Linked DNA regions of Mus musculus: all the other regions are linked to region 3. A link is a contact called in public promoter capture Hi-C data. All regions are on one chromosome and are shown on one strand. Each heading gives the region's core, a stretch centred on a gene start, on an enhancer-like site or on the middle of the called end of the contact. The rest is flanking DNA. Distances are from core to core; before and after follow the strand shown. Region 1 has its middle 9.3 kb from the start of D530033B14Rik. Region 2 holds the start of Pop4 (processing of precursor 4, ribonuclease P/MRP family, (S. cerevisiae)). Region 3 overlaps Zfp507 (zinc finger protein 507). Region 4 holds the start of Ccne1 (cyclin E1).

Region 1 (2,700 bases), core at 190-2,689, 2.4 Mb after region 3:
TCCTGGCCAGTTGGGCGAGTGCAAGAAATGTCGATCCATCACTGAGCTCCATCCCTGATAGGACCAAGTGACTGGGAGCTGCAAAGATGGACACAGAGTAAGAGCATTGCTGTCCTTGCAGAACATCCCAGGACCCACATCAGGTGACTCACTATCCCTTGTCACTCCAGCTCCAGGGAATTCAATGGCCTCTTTTAGCCATCGAGGGTACCAGGCCGGCATGCACATGGTGGGCATAAACGTACACACTCTTTCACACGCGTGTACACATATAACAAATAAATGAATATATACTGCTAGAAGAGAAGGAGGAGGAAGAAGAAGAGAAAGAAGAGGAGAAGGAAGAAGAGAAGGAGGAGAGAGGAGGAGAAAGGCAGCATAGCAGAAGCGGCTGCAGAAGCAGGCTTGGCATTTCCTATCCGGCATCTCTGGGCCTCCGGTGAGCTTCAGCCCTCTAGCCTACCACAGGGAAAAGTTGTTTGAAGGTCTGTCCCAATAAGCACCTTTATAACAATCCCTTGAGAACTCATCCCAGATAGATCCAGGGTACCTGATCCTTCCAGTCAGACATTGTGCAGAGAGAGAATATCAGAGCTAAGGAGGAAGAGCCGGAGACTGTCAGGTAGAGGTGGGCTGCTCTGGGGCTGCTCTGTTCCTGGGCCACGGGAAGGCCTGGATCTCCCGGTAGTTTGAGTGCTGCTCCTCAGTTGATCCCGCTAAAAATTCTGAAAGGCTACAGGACATTTTGGAGTTCGGATATTTTCCTCTGAAAAAACTGACTTTTTAAGAAACTTACAAAGTGAATGCGTTGTAACTGTTTTGCAAATATAACTTCAAGAGAGACCCCTGTCCCGCTGCTCTCCTGGTCCACGCACCCTCCTCCCTGACCCCGACTGTCCCCGCAGCAAACAAGTTCTGGGGCCCTAAGAATGTGAGAGGGCTGAAGTCGGTAGGGGGCCGGGTGGGAGAATGGACTCTCCTCTCCAGCCCAGGAGAAAGGAAGCTGGTGTCTGGCACGCCCGTGCATCCTGGCGGGGTGATTATCTCAATAATAAAGGACAGGAAAATTTTTATTTCGTGTAAACAAAACAAAAACCCGGCCGTGATTCATTAATGTCATTGAAACGGCATGCAAATGACAGGATGGAACTTAGCAGAAAGCAGCTTGGTGCAAACAACAGGCATTGTTTGGGAGCGCGGTCCTCATTCGTTTCAAATCCACAGACACGATTTCCTGGGTGTATAATTGTCCCCCCGCCCCCGACAGCGAGGCTGGGCCCTTTGTTTCCCTGGCTCTGCTGCGTGGAACCGGTGCCGTGCGTGCAGCCCCCGCACAGATGCCGCCCGGCTTTTGTTTTAGAGGCCGAGACACAGAGAGCCGGGCGCACGTGTGTCGGGCGTCCCTGGGCACAGTCCCCCTCCTTCCTGCGGGCCCCATTGTCTACCGCCTAGCGGCAAGTGGCTTTGCAAATGGTAGGTTTCTGCAGCTATTCCGAGGAGCTGCTTAACAGACATCGCTTGGCTTGCAGAGATCCGTTTCTGCGAGCCCAGGCACCAGCAGGGCAAATGCAAAGTGTGTGCCTCTGGTCCCCGGAACAATGTGAGCCTGAGGAGAGGATTTAGGCCTCACAGAAATCAGTGGGTTTAGGCCTGGCACCCAACAAGGAGGTACCCCTCCCCCGCAAAAGAATCTCAGTGTGTCCCTGAATTCCAGACCCAAAGATGTTCTTCCACACTAAAGTCACCCTATTTCCAGAGGGATGGGAACATGGGCCTTTGACGTGAGAGGATTTTCAGCATGGAATTGGGGAAGGAAGGGCACAGGAGGCCTGCCCTCTATGAGGCAGCTGACGTGTTACAGTCTGTAGGCTAGGGAGGGATGGAGTAGGGTCGGGAGATAGTGTCCCTGACAGTTAAATCAAGACCTTACCAGGTGTCGGGTCACTTATGTATCCCCAGAGACCCAGCTCCAGAAGAGCCACTTACAAATTCCAAAGCCTTTTGGAAGGCTCAAACAGCGGGTCTTCAGTCCTGGATAATGCTCTGCTGTTTTTCCACACGGGTTTGTGTGTGTGTGTTTCAGCCTCCACTCGAGTTGGGGTGGTGAGAAGCTCAGAGGTCCAGGAGACCTTCCCCTCTGCTTTGACTCTGTTTTCAACAGCCTGACACTGTCTTCTATTCCCTCATCAGCCTAAGAATTCACCTGCCTGGGGCTGAAGAGATTGTTTTTAAAAGTTAAGAGCACAGAGATCAAGTGGCCTGAGCCTGATTCCTAGTACCCACATAGAGTAGTTCATAATCACCTATAACGTCAGTCCCTGTGGTGTTGGAGGTCTCTGGGCTCAGGGGCATACAAATTCATGTGCACACACACCCATACCCATATTCCCTCACCACTCACACACACACACACACACACACACACACACACACACTGCACATTAACTTTTTAGTGTGCAACTGGGGGCCTCCATGCTTCTCTAGACCTAGGATCTGCCCCTCCAACATCAGCAGCATCTCTTGGCTTGACATAAGGTCAGAGACAGCTTCCCAGAGTGTAGTACTGGTGGGGGACTTTCCGTAGACCTTATTCTCTTGTAGGAAGGATGAATGGCTTAAAAGCTGGGTGTGCAGCCCAGGATTTGAGGCTTCCCCTTTCCCAGGGATGATCCAAAGCCACTGCTGTCCGTGGTTTATTTA
Region 2 (2,700 bases), core at 53-2,552, 2.5 Mb after region 3:
GGGAAAAGGAAGGGCCCATGACCAGAAAGTGCAGTTCACACTACACCCTATACACTGCACTTCTGAGCTGGGTGTGGCGGCACACATGGTTGATCCATCCCATTACTTGAGAGGTAGAGGCCGAGCTGGTTCACACGGTGAGCTCCAGGCTAGTCAGGAGTACATAGCTGACTTTATCCCAACAGCAACAATAAGAAACAAACAAACAAACAAACAATCCATCTCTGTCTCCCTGAGTATATGCTTGACCCAAGCAAACAAACCAAGGTACCACAAGTTTTATATACAGAATCTAGCTCTCTCTTGAACAATGGATCAAGATTGAACTTTATTGTGATAAACATGCAGGGGCTGGAATCCCAGGAAGAACTTTGTTTTATTTACCCCAGATGCCTCGCATCAAAGTTGAAAGTCTTTCTGCAACATGCAGTAGGTGTGGGACACTCACAGCTTGTCAAGCGGTTGGTTGAGTGAGTGTGCATATATATTATCTTAATGTCATTAATCTTTCTAAGCAATTTTTAACAGTAGCTCTTCTTTGTTATGCACATAATAAAGTGGTAGCTGAGACACGCTAAGAAACTTGTTCTCAGACAAAAAGGGCATGAATCACCAAATCAGAGGCAATATCTTTACCTCTCTCCTCTAGTACTGCCCCAGTGCTTGGCTGCCCTTCTGGGCACAGCTCTTTTCGGCTCAAATTCCAAAGCCTTAGGTGTACGATACTGCCCCTCAGCAGCTTTTTACAGGGGCAAGGGTGAAAACCAGGTGGCAGAGGGGTGCAGGTCCTTGACAGAAGTTATACGGGAAGGTAGTAGCTAGGTCCGGTCAAGAACTTGGACCCATCTCTTCTAGTTCCCCCGAGAGGCCCCTGAGGAGAGCACACAAACTCGATCCTGACATTTATTCCTAGCTAAGAGACTGAGACGGCGGATTCAGACTCCGGGCCTCCATTTCTTTTGTGTACTAAGGTAATTCCCTGGAAGTTGCCTTAGGACTCTGTTGAGACAGGTATCCCTGATTCATTTCCCAAGCCAACTTCTAGTTCCGAGGTTCTATATTCCCACCCCGGCCCCGCTCCGCGTCCCTCATCCCACTTACCCTTCATTGTCGGCCAGCTTCCGGAGCTCTCTGGCGATGTCTCCTTCAGGCCTCACTCATTCCTTTCCTTTCTTCGCTTTGTTCAGCGGCTTTCTCCCGCCGGGACGCTGCTTTTTTGTTTAAAATTCCACTGGAAAAATCCGATAAGCCCAAGAGACAATTAACAAAGTGCACGGACTTGCTCCACCCTGCGTCAGGGGATGGCGACCAGATTTCGGATCGGGCGCCTCTCTGACGTCATTGACGCGACGGCATCTGTGTGCGTCCGTCACTGGCACAGGCTCTGTGGTTGAGAGAGGAGCGGATTTTGCGGGTCTGCTGTGGTGTTCAGTATGCAAGTGTCTGTAACTGGAGTAGTCGTGTTGGGGGGTCAGGATTAATGAAATGTAGCGAGAGCAAGCTGCCATAGAGAGGACGCGAGGGAGATTGGGGACGAGGGAGGGCACAAGTTGGCCGGGGATATCGGCGGTAACGACTGTGGGATTCCTTTTTTTTTTTTTTTAAGCAAGAGGCTTACAGTGTTGCCCTGGGTAATCTAGAATTTACTCCCGAGAATACTAGTCATATTTTGTACTGGTGGCCGGGGGTATTTAGTCCTGTTTCTGCTACTAAATACTTTTATGACCTCGTTCAAAGGTCTTTTTCCTATTAGTAAAGAAAAAGAGTAGGTTTATTTGCTATCGGATGCAAGAAGGTAGAGACGTGTAGTTAGTGTAGCTAGTATAACAAAAGTTACATTTTATTATGCAAACGGTCATTTCATAGGTTCACCCCCTAAATTCCTAACTACCTAAGCCTATCTCCCCAAGGCTACCCTCCTGTGTGACTTATCTTAGCTGAAGGTCAGGTCCAGTCTCCAACAGAAGTTTTTGATTGGAGTGTCAGATTACTCTCCAGCCGCAGGGCAGATGAAGGTGGCTTCTCTTCAGTTGTGCAGAGCAGAGCATTGCTCTTGGTGCCCACTAATACACTGTCCACTGGGTGTCATGGGGTTCTAGGACTGTGTCTAGTTGTCTTGAGTGATGTAACTGGGTTCTGGTTATCAGGTGCTGCCTTGGGTGTACTGGGGTTCCTTAATTAAACGTTTTACATGGGGTTCCTTAGTTAAACGTTTTACATGTCTAAAAGGCACCTATCTTCTTCTTCTTCTCTCTCTCTTTCTTTCTTTCTTTCTTTCTTTCTTTCTTTCTTTCTTTCTTTCTTTCTTTCTTCTCTTTCTTCTCTCTCTCTCTCTCTCTCTCTCTCTCTCTCTCTCTCTCTCTCTCTCTCTCTCTCTCTCCCTCCCTCCCTCCCTCCCTCCCTCCCTCCCTCCCTTCCTTTCTTTCCTGTGCTCATTGCATCTTACCCCATTGGTCTCAAAATGTTTGCTCTTTTAAAAAATTGATTCTTTTTCACTGAAGACAGTGTCCCAGACACTTGCTTTGTGGTCTAGGCTGAGCTTGAAAGTGCAACATTCCTGCCTGGCCTTCTGGAGCATTGGAATTTATAGTCTATCTTATTATATCCAGTCTAGAAGGCATTCTTCAGACTTGGAACATTAGTGTCTGTCATTATGATAAAAGACAAAAGTGATTCTCAAAGATCTGGGACACAAAGGCC
Region 3 (2,700 bases), core at 136-2,635:
TAGGTTTGGCTGTGAACTTTTGGGGACTGAGTTTAGCATCAGCCAGCAAGCTAGGCATGGATTCATCATTTGATGCCACTATCAGAGGTGGGGCCTGGCAGGAGATAACAGTTCCTGGCTCTGCCCTGGGTAAGTCTTATGTTTTTATCTTGTCACCTGTCTGCCTGCCCCTCCTCACTGAGCTATCCACCATGATATCCTAGCCACTATGAGCTCTCTATCTGCTTTGCATGTTCCCACCATAAGATCCTGCCTCACTGCAGATGATCTTGGCTAGAAGCTTCTGAAACCATGAGCCAAGTCAACCTAAGAGGGTTTTATTTTGGTTTGGTTTTGTTAAAGGTATTTTGCTATAGAAACGAAAAGCTAACACAAAGTGAAATGACTTTAACATGTTTTATTTAACTCAATATAGCCAAGCTATTTTAACACGTTGCCAACATATAAAGCTATTGGGATGCTTTACGTTCCTTTTTGTACTCAATTTTTGCAACTGTTCTGTTTTACCCTCAGAACACAAGTCCCATCTCCAGTGCTCAGTAGTCATGTGGCTATGGCTGTCATATGGGACCCCATGATCTGGATCTAGGTCCCCCCCTGCTCTGACTTATACTCCTAGCTTGTCATGGCACAGTGTTGAGATCTGGTCCTTGAGAGAAGAGATAGGACCACATCACCCTACAGAGAACAGTCCAAGAGGCTGTAGCTATCAAGGAGAATTCTTTGTTTTGAGTCACTTCCAGCTGGGAGGGCCTGGGATCCTAGGGCACGAACTGGGGGAAGCAAACCCAGTGCTGTAGTCATTAGAGCACCTGTGGCCTCTGCAAGGAATCGACTGTAAGAGATTGTTTGGTGATAGGCTACGAGAGGATCGAAGTATGAGGAGCGTTGTAGTCGGTGGCCTTCAGCAGTTCTAATTACAGGAAGGGAGCCGGCACCCCCAGCTCAGCACTGGAAGCATCGCCATGTCTGCTGTGGAAGCTAAAGGGCTGTTGAACAGGGGAGAAGGCCCAGAGCCCATGCTTGTGAAACGCAGCCCTGGTGCGCCAGGGCTACCTCAGCAACTTAACAGAGCCTAACAGTAAACCCCAACCAGCTCCCGGGAAGCTTTCAGTGGCTTAAATGCAAGTTTCTAACTCAACAAACCCAAGACAGGAATACACGCAGACAGCTAAGGAAACTTAGAAACAAGTGGTTTTTTAACAAAAAAAATTTATTACCAAAATACAATATTTAAGTCAATACATGGCAAACTCCTGTAAAGCAAAATAAATTACTCTAATTTTGGACAGTTCTTCTGAAAATTAAGAGGTGCCAGCCAGAGAGCTTGCTGCACTCACTCTTCTAACCAGGCGGCCTGTGCTGCCACAAACACGGTTTGCAGCGTGATGGGTGGGCGGGCAACAGAATGTCACCAAACGCCAATCATCCAGTTTTAATGAATCAGCGTCAGAATCAATCATTGCTTTTTTACATGGCGTTCCAGAAGTTTCTCTACTTGGGCTACAGAAGCAAAGCCATAGTGTTACACAATACTTATTTCTTTAAAAAAAAAATACATGTCTTTACGCCCATGAATGTCAAACTCAAGTTTCTATTAAATATATTTATAGACTATTACTTTGAGCACCTTGCTGCACAATTGAAAACCTGATTAAATAAGTGCTTATGAAACTGAGACCAGAGACACCTGCTCATCTTTGTCAAGCCAACTACGCTGCAGAGATGCGATGTAAACATGATGCTCACATTTGTTTTGTGAGGAAAAGAACAGTAATTACAAAGCCACCGATGGTAACCTCGAACAGGGGACTGAGCGGTCCAGGGCAGAAGCTTCAGCCGGTATCGATCGCTGCGTGTGGTCAAGCCACAGATAAAGTGAACAGGCACATGGCTGACAGGCCAGTGAGGGCATCTGCCAGAGTCCTGTGATCACAGCAAGGGACAAAATGATATTTATAAAGGTCACAACTGGCACCTCTCTCTCCATCTAATGTTTACTGAACACAGTAATTTTAAAGCAGTATTCCCCATTTGCTCTTAGAAGCGCAGGTGGTCAGAGCAAGAGACAAAAATCAGGGTTTCCCATGCCAAAGCTTAGAGCAGTGGTCAGGATACTCCTCTGAGCAGTGACCCTGACCGGGTAAGAGTCTCCCCAGCAATGACAACCATACATACATGCTTGTGTTACTCAGAATCTTGCTTCGTGGTAGAGCCTTGCTGTAAATGCTATCAGGACATGCAGGGCCCAGGCCCAAGGGCTCATATGAACGCACGACAGAGCGGAGGCTCTGAACCTTTGGGTTATTACATTTCCCCGTGGGTGGGGGAAGGCTTGCACTCATGCTTGCTATCATGTGGTCTGAAGGGACGTGGAAGCATCTTCTGAAGAGCCAGCCGCCCTGCTGAAATGGTAGGGGGTTTGGGTGATTACTATTTTTTAACCAATTGTGGAAAATTAAAGCCACAGAAAATTCACTGAAGGCTATTATTGGTTAGACTAACAGCAAAATGAAAACCAGACCCAGTAGGCACAATAGCAATGGGTGATAAAAATGGAAACATGAATTTTTTTTGCATTTGGCATTAAATATAAATATTTGAATTGTGAAAATATGAGAAAATTCATCTAAGTCCATATAGAATAAATTTAGGGAAATTGAATTAGTATCTATAAATCCATTTTCTTATTAAAATCCA
Region 4 (2,700 bases), core at 55-2,554, 2.3 Mb after region 3:
CAGCCATGTGGCCTGCAGCTCTGTTTTGGGAAAGTTGGAAGAAAGAAAACCTGGAACCCAGGAGGCAGAATACCCTGTAGGCAGCAGACCTACCTGACTGCTATCCTCGCTTTTCACAGTCTTGTCAATCTTGGCAATTTCTTCATCTGGGTCTTGCAAAAACTAAAAAAAAAAAAAAAAAAAAAAAAATCCCGGTCCACCATGGGTCCACATGGTGCGACCCAAAGACAAAAAACACAAGAGAAAAAGGGGGAAATGTTTGTTAGGTCATGAACGACATTCAACTAAAGGAAACCTCTCTCTCAACTAATTCTTTTCACTAGTAGGTAAGAAGAACCAAATTTGGTACCCAGGTAAGATGGAAGGGGGGGTGGGCTGTCCCCTTCCCAACCTGTATCCTTTGTACTCACCACGGCCACATTTGCCTTCCTTTTTCTGGAGCGGACTGAAAGGTCGGAGCCACCTTCTTCTTTCATGTTGCTGTGGTCCGTCGAGTCTCTGCAAGGGCATGGTGTCATGGGGTGCTGCTCCCCAAAAACTCAGGCCGCCCCTCCCCCACCGCTACTCACCCTTACCCTCCCGCAGCAGGGAGGCCACTCACCTCTCCCTTGGCATGGCTCAGGACTTGGGCTTGGAACTCAGACCTGGGAGGACAACAAGCAAGCATCGTGGTGAGCACGGCCCGCAGAGGGGACCTGAGTCTTCCAGTTCGTCCCGGGCACCCCTCCCCCCTCCCGCGCGGGCGGCGGCGGCGGGAGCCTCCTGGGCCCGGAGGCCGGCCGGGAAAATGGCCGATGGGCCCGGGTGGCTTGTCACCCGCAGGCGCCGCCAGCAGCCTGCGACCCTGGGTCCGAACCTGAGGTTGGGGATGGAGGCCCAGCCGCCCTTCAAGAGGACCCCCCGCTCCATCACCGTCCTCGGGGCCGGGGCTGCCTCAGTGTCCCTTTCTACACCTACCCCTGACCCGTCTCTCACAGCCACCCCGGCCGGGGCACCCCGAGCTGATACCTCAGGGGACCGGGTGACCCGGCCTCGCCCCACCCCCACCCGGGCCCGGTCCGGTCTGGTCGGACCCGGTCCGGACGCCTGGGAGTCGTGGGAGTCCCGGGAGTCCCGGGAGTCCAGGCAGCCCGTACCCGAAGCTGTGTCCGCCGCAGGCAGGCGCGCTCGAGCGGGCAGGAGGCCGACGGCGAGCGGGAAGCAGGAGGCGGGAGGCGGCGGCCGAGCGCGCGGCGCTGGCGGGATCCGCGCCTGCCCCCTACACCGCGCTGGCTGTCGAGCCGGCTGCTCCTGCGCCCGGCTTCGAGCGGGACATTTAAAAATCCCAGCGCGCGGCACCGGCCCCGTCCCGCCCTCGCGCCCCGCCCCGAGGGCTGCGAGCCCCTCAGCGGCCGCCGCAGGCCCGGGGCCCGCCCCGTCGCCGCGCGGACCAGCGAGGAGCTCTGGTGGGGGCGTGGCCTCCCGGGGGGCGTGTTCTTTTACGGGCGTGGCATGCACTAAAGGGGTGGGGCTAGATGTCAGGGCCTGCGCGCCGGGGGCGGGGTGCGGACGTGGTAGGCGGGGCCTGCGCGGGGCGGGACGCGGGAGAGTCGTCTGGCGCGCGCGGCTGCGGGGCGGGCTCGCTGACGCGGGAGAATCTTGGCGCGAGCGCCTGAAGGATTCTGAGCGTGCGGGGCCGGGAGGAGCGGCATGGGCCGCCCAAGTGGAATGTCAGCAGGGCAGATCGCAATGATCGGCGGCCGGGCTTGACTGGAGTGAGGCACGGGAGGGCCCGGAGTTAAGAACCCGTCATCCGCCGGTCTCCCGCGCGCGCGCACTGTCCCTCCTGACTCGTCCTCCCCGCCCCTGAGACGCAGAGTTCCGGGCCGAGTCCGGCGCGTGGGTGTCCCCAAGGTCACAACAGCTTGTGGCTCCTGGGACCGGAACCAGCATTCAGGCTGCTGCTGTTAGGTCTCCTGTGGACCAGCAGCAGGTCCTTTAACCTGTCAGTGTTTCTGGTCCATTCATCCACCCATTCATTCATTCATTAGGCTACCCAAGCACATTTCTGTGCCTCTAGCACACATGGGCCCAACCCGTTTGCAGAAAGCCTCTCTGACCCTTAGGTCCCCATGAGGTGAGGCAGTCTCCAGCCTATAATTTTACTCCAAGTGTTTTCATCAACCTCAGAGTATGCACATGCCTCACAAACGTGAAGTGACCCTCACCCACCCCAGACCTGACCTTCAGCCCTCCGCCCGAGCTGCTGGATCCAGCATCCGGTGCCCTTTCGCACCCCAGAGCCTCAGAGCTTGCTTTACTCTCTTCTGACCCATTCCAGCTGTTTGTGCTTCCGGAAAACTTGAAGGTCTTTGGTAACCACTTCCTCTCCGGCGTACCTTTCCCCAGGACGTCCCCTCCAGTGTTAAACTATGGCAAAGCACTTGTTTCTTCCAATCTCTTGTTCACTCTGTTTTCTTATCCCGTTGCCCCTTCTGTATCTTGGACCAAAAGGGTCACTTCCCTTATGTTAGTAAATGATATAGAAAGAAAGAAAGAAAGAAAGAAAGAAAGAAAGAAAGAAAGAAAGAAAGAAAGAAAGAAAGAAAGAAAGAAAGAAAGAAAGAGAGAAAAGAAACCCACACTGACCCAGGTCTGTGGAACATACAGGCTACTGAGACGAATGCCTTGAGCACATTGACTGCTAGCAAAGAAAGACCT

The links. Promoter capture Hi-C pulls out the DNA fragments that hold promoters and counts their contacts.
Region 1: a contact with region 3 is called in a promoter capture Hi-C map of hippocampal neurons, with 6 times the contacts expected there. The contact joins two enhancer-like sites. A contact is called at or near these places in 1 of 39 promoter capture datasets (hippocampal neurons), 3 of 115 datasets of contacts at active chromatin or transcription factors (astrocytes, large pre-B cells and pro-B cells) and 1 of 9 other capture datasets (adipose tissue).
Region 2: a contact with region 3 is called in a promoter capture Hi-C map of hippocampal neurons, with 3 times the contacts expected there. The contact joins the promoter of Pop4 here to the enhancer-like site in region 3. A contact is called at or near these places in 5 of 39 promoter capture datasets (the 3T3-L1 cell line, the C10 cell line, hippocampal neurons and 1 more).
Region 4: a contact with region 3 is called in a promoter capture Hi-C map of hippocampal neurons, with 8 times the contacts expected there. The contact joins the promoter of Ccne1 here to the enhancer-like site in region 3. A contact is called at or near these places in 5 of 39 promoter capture datasets (the 3T3-L1 cell line, the C10 cell line, cranial neural crest and 2 more), 2 of 115 datasets of contacts at active chromatin or transcription factors (forebrain and large pre-B cells) and 1 of 9 other capture datasets (adipose tissue).

What each region holds. Positions count from the first base shown.
Region 1 is chr7:38,173,097-38,175,796 of GRCm38.p6, forward strand. No RefSeq gene overlaps it. Among named protein-coding and RNA genes, the nearest start is that of D530033B14Rik, 9.3 kb to the right of the region's middle. Within about 2 kb of position 1,440, at least 65 of the 459 cell types and tissues checked have an H3K27ac peak or open chromatin away from gene starts, as enhancers often do. A contact at or near this core is called in hippocampal neurons, where this site is marked.
Region 2 is chr7:38,270,046-38,272,745 of GRCm38.p6, forward strand. It overlaps Pop4 (processing of precursor 4, ribonuclease P/MRP family, (S. cerevisiae)), which reads right to left and starts at 1,303. Exons shown (of 7, transcript NM_025390.4): 1 at 1,102-1,303. The coding sequence starts at 1,108.
Region 3 is chr7:35,771,151-35,773,850 of GRCm38.p6, forward strand. Zfp507 (zinc finger protein 507) reads right to left here. Exons shown (of 7, transcript NM_177739.3): 7 at 1,196-2,700. Among named protein-coding and RNA genes, the nearest start is that of Dpy19l3, 18 kb to the left of the region's middle. Within about 2 kb of position 1,386, at least 3 of the 459 cell types and tissues checked have an H3K27ac peak or open chromatin away from gene starts, as enhancers often do. A contact at or near this core is called in hippocampal neurons, where this site is marked.
Region 4 is chr7:38,106,186-38,108,885 of GRCm38.p6, forward strand. Ccne1 (cyclin E1) reads right to left here and starts at 1,305. Exons shown (of 12, transcript NM_007633.2): 1 at 1,137-1,305; 2 at 602-644; 3 at 411-498; 4 at 94-162. The coding sequence starts at 615.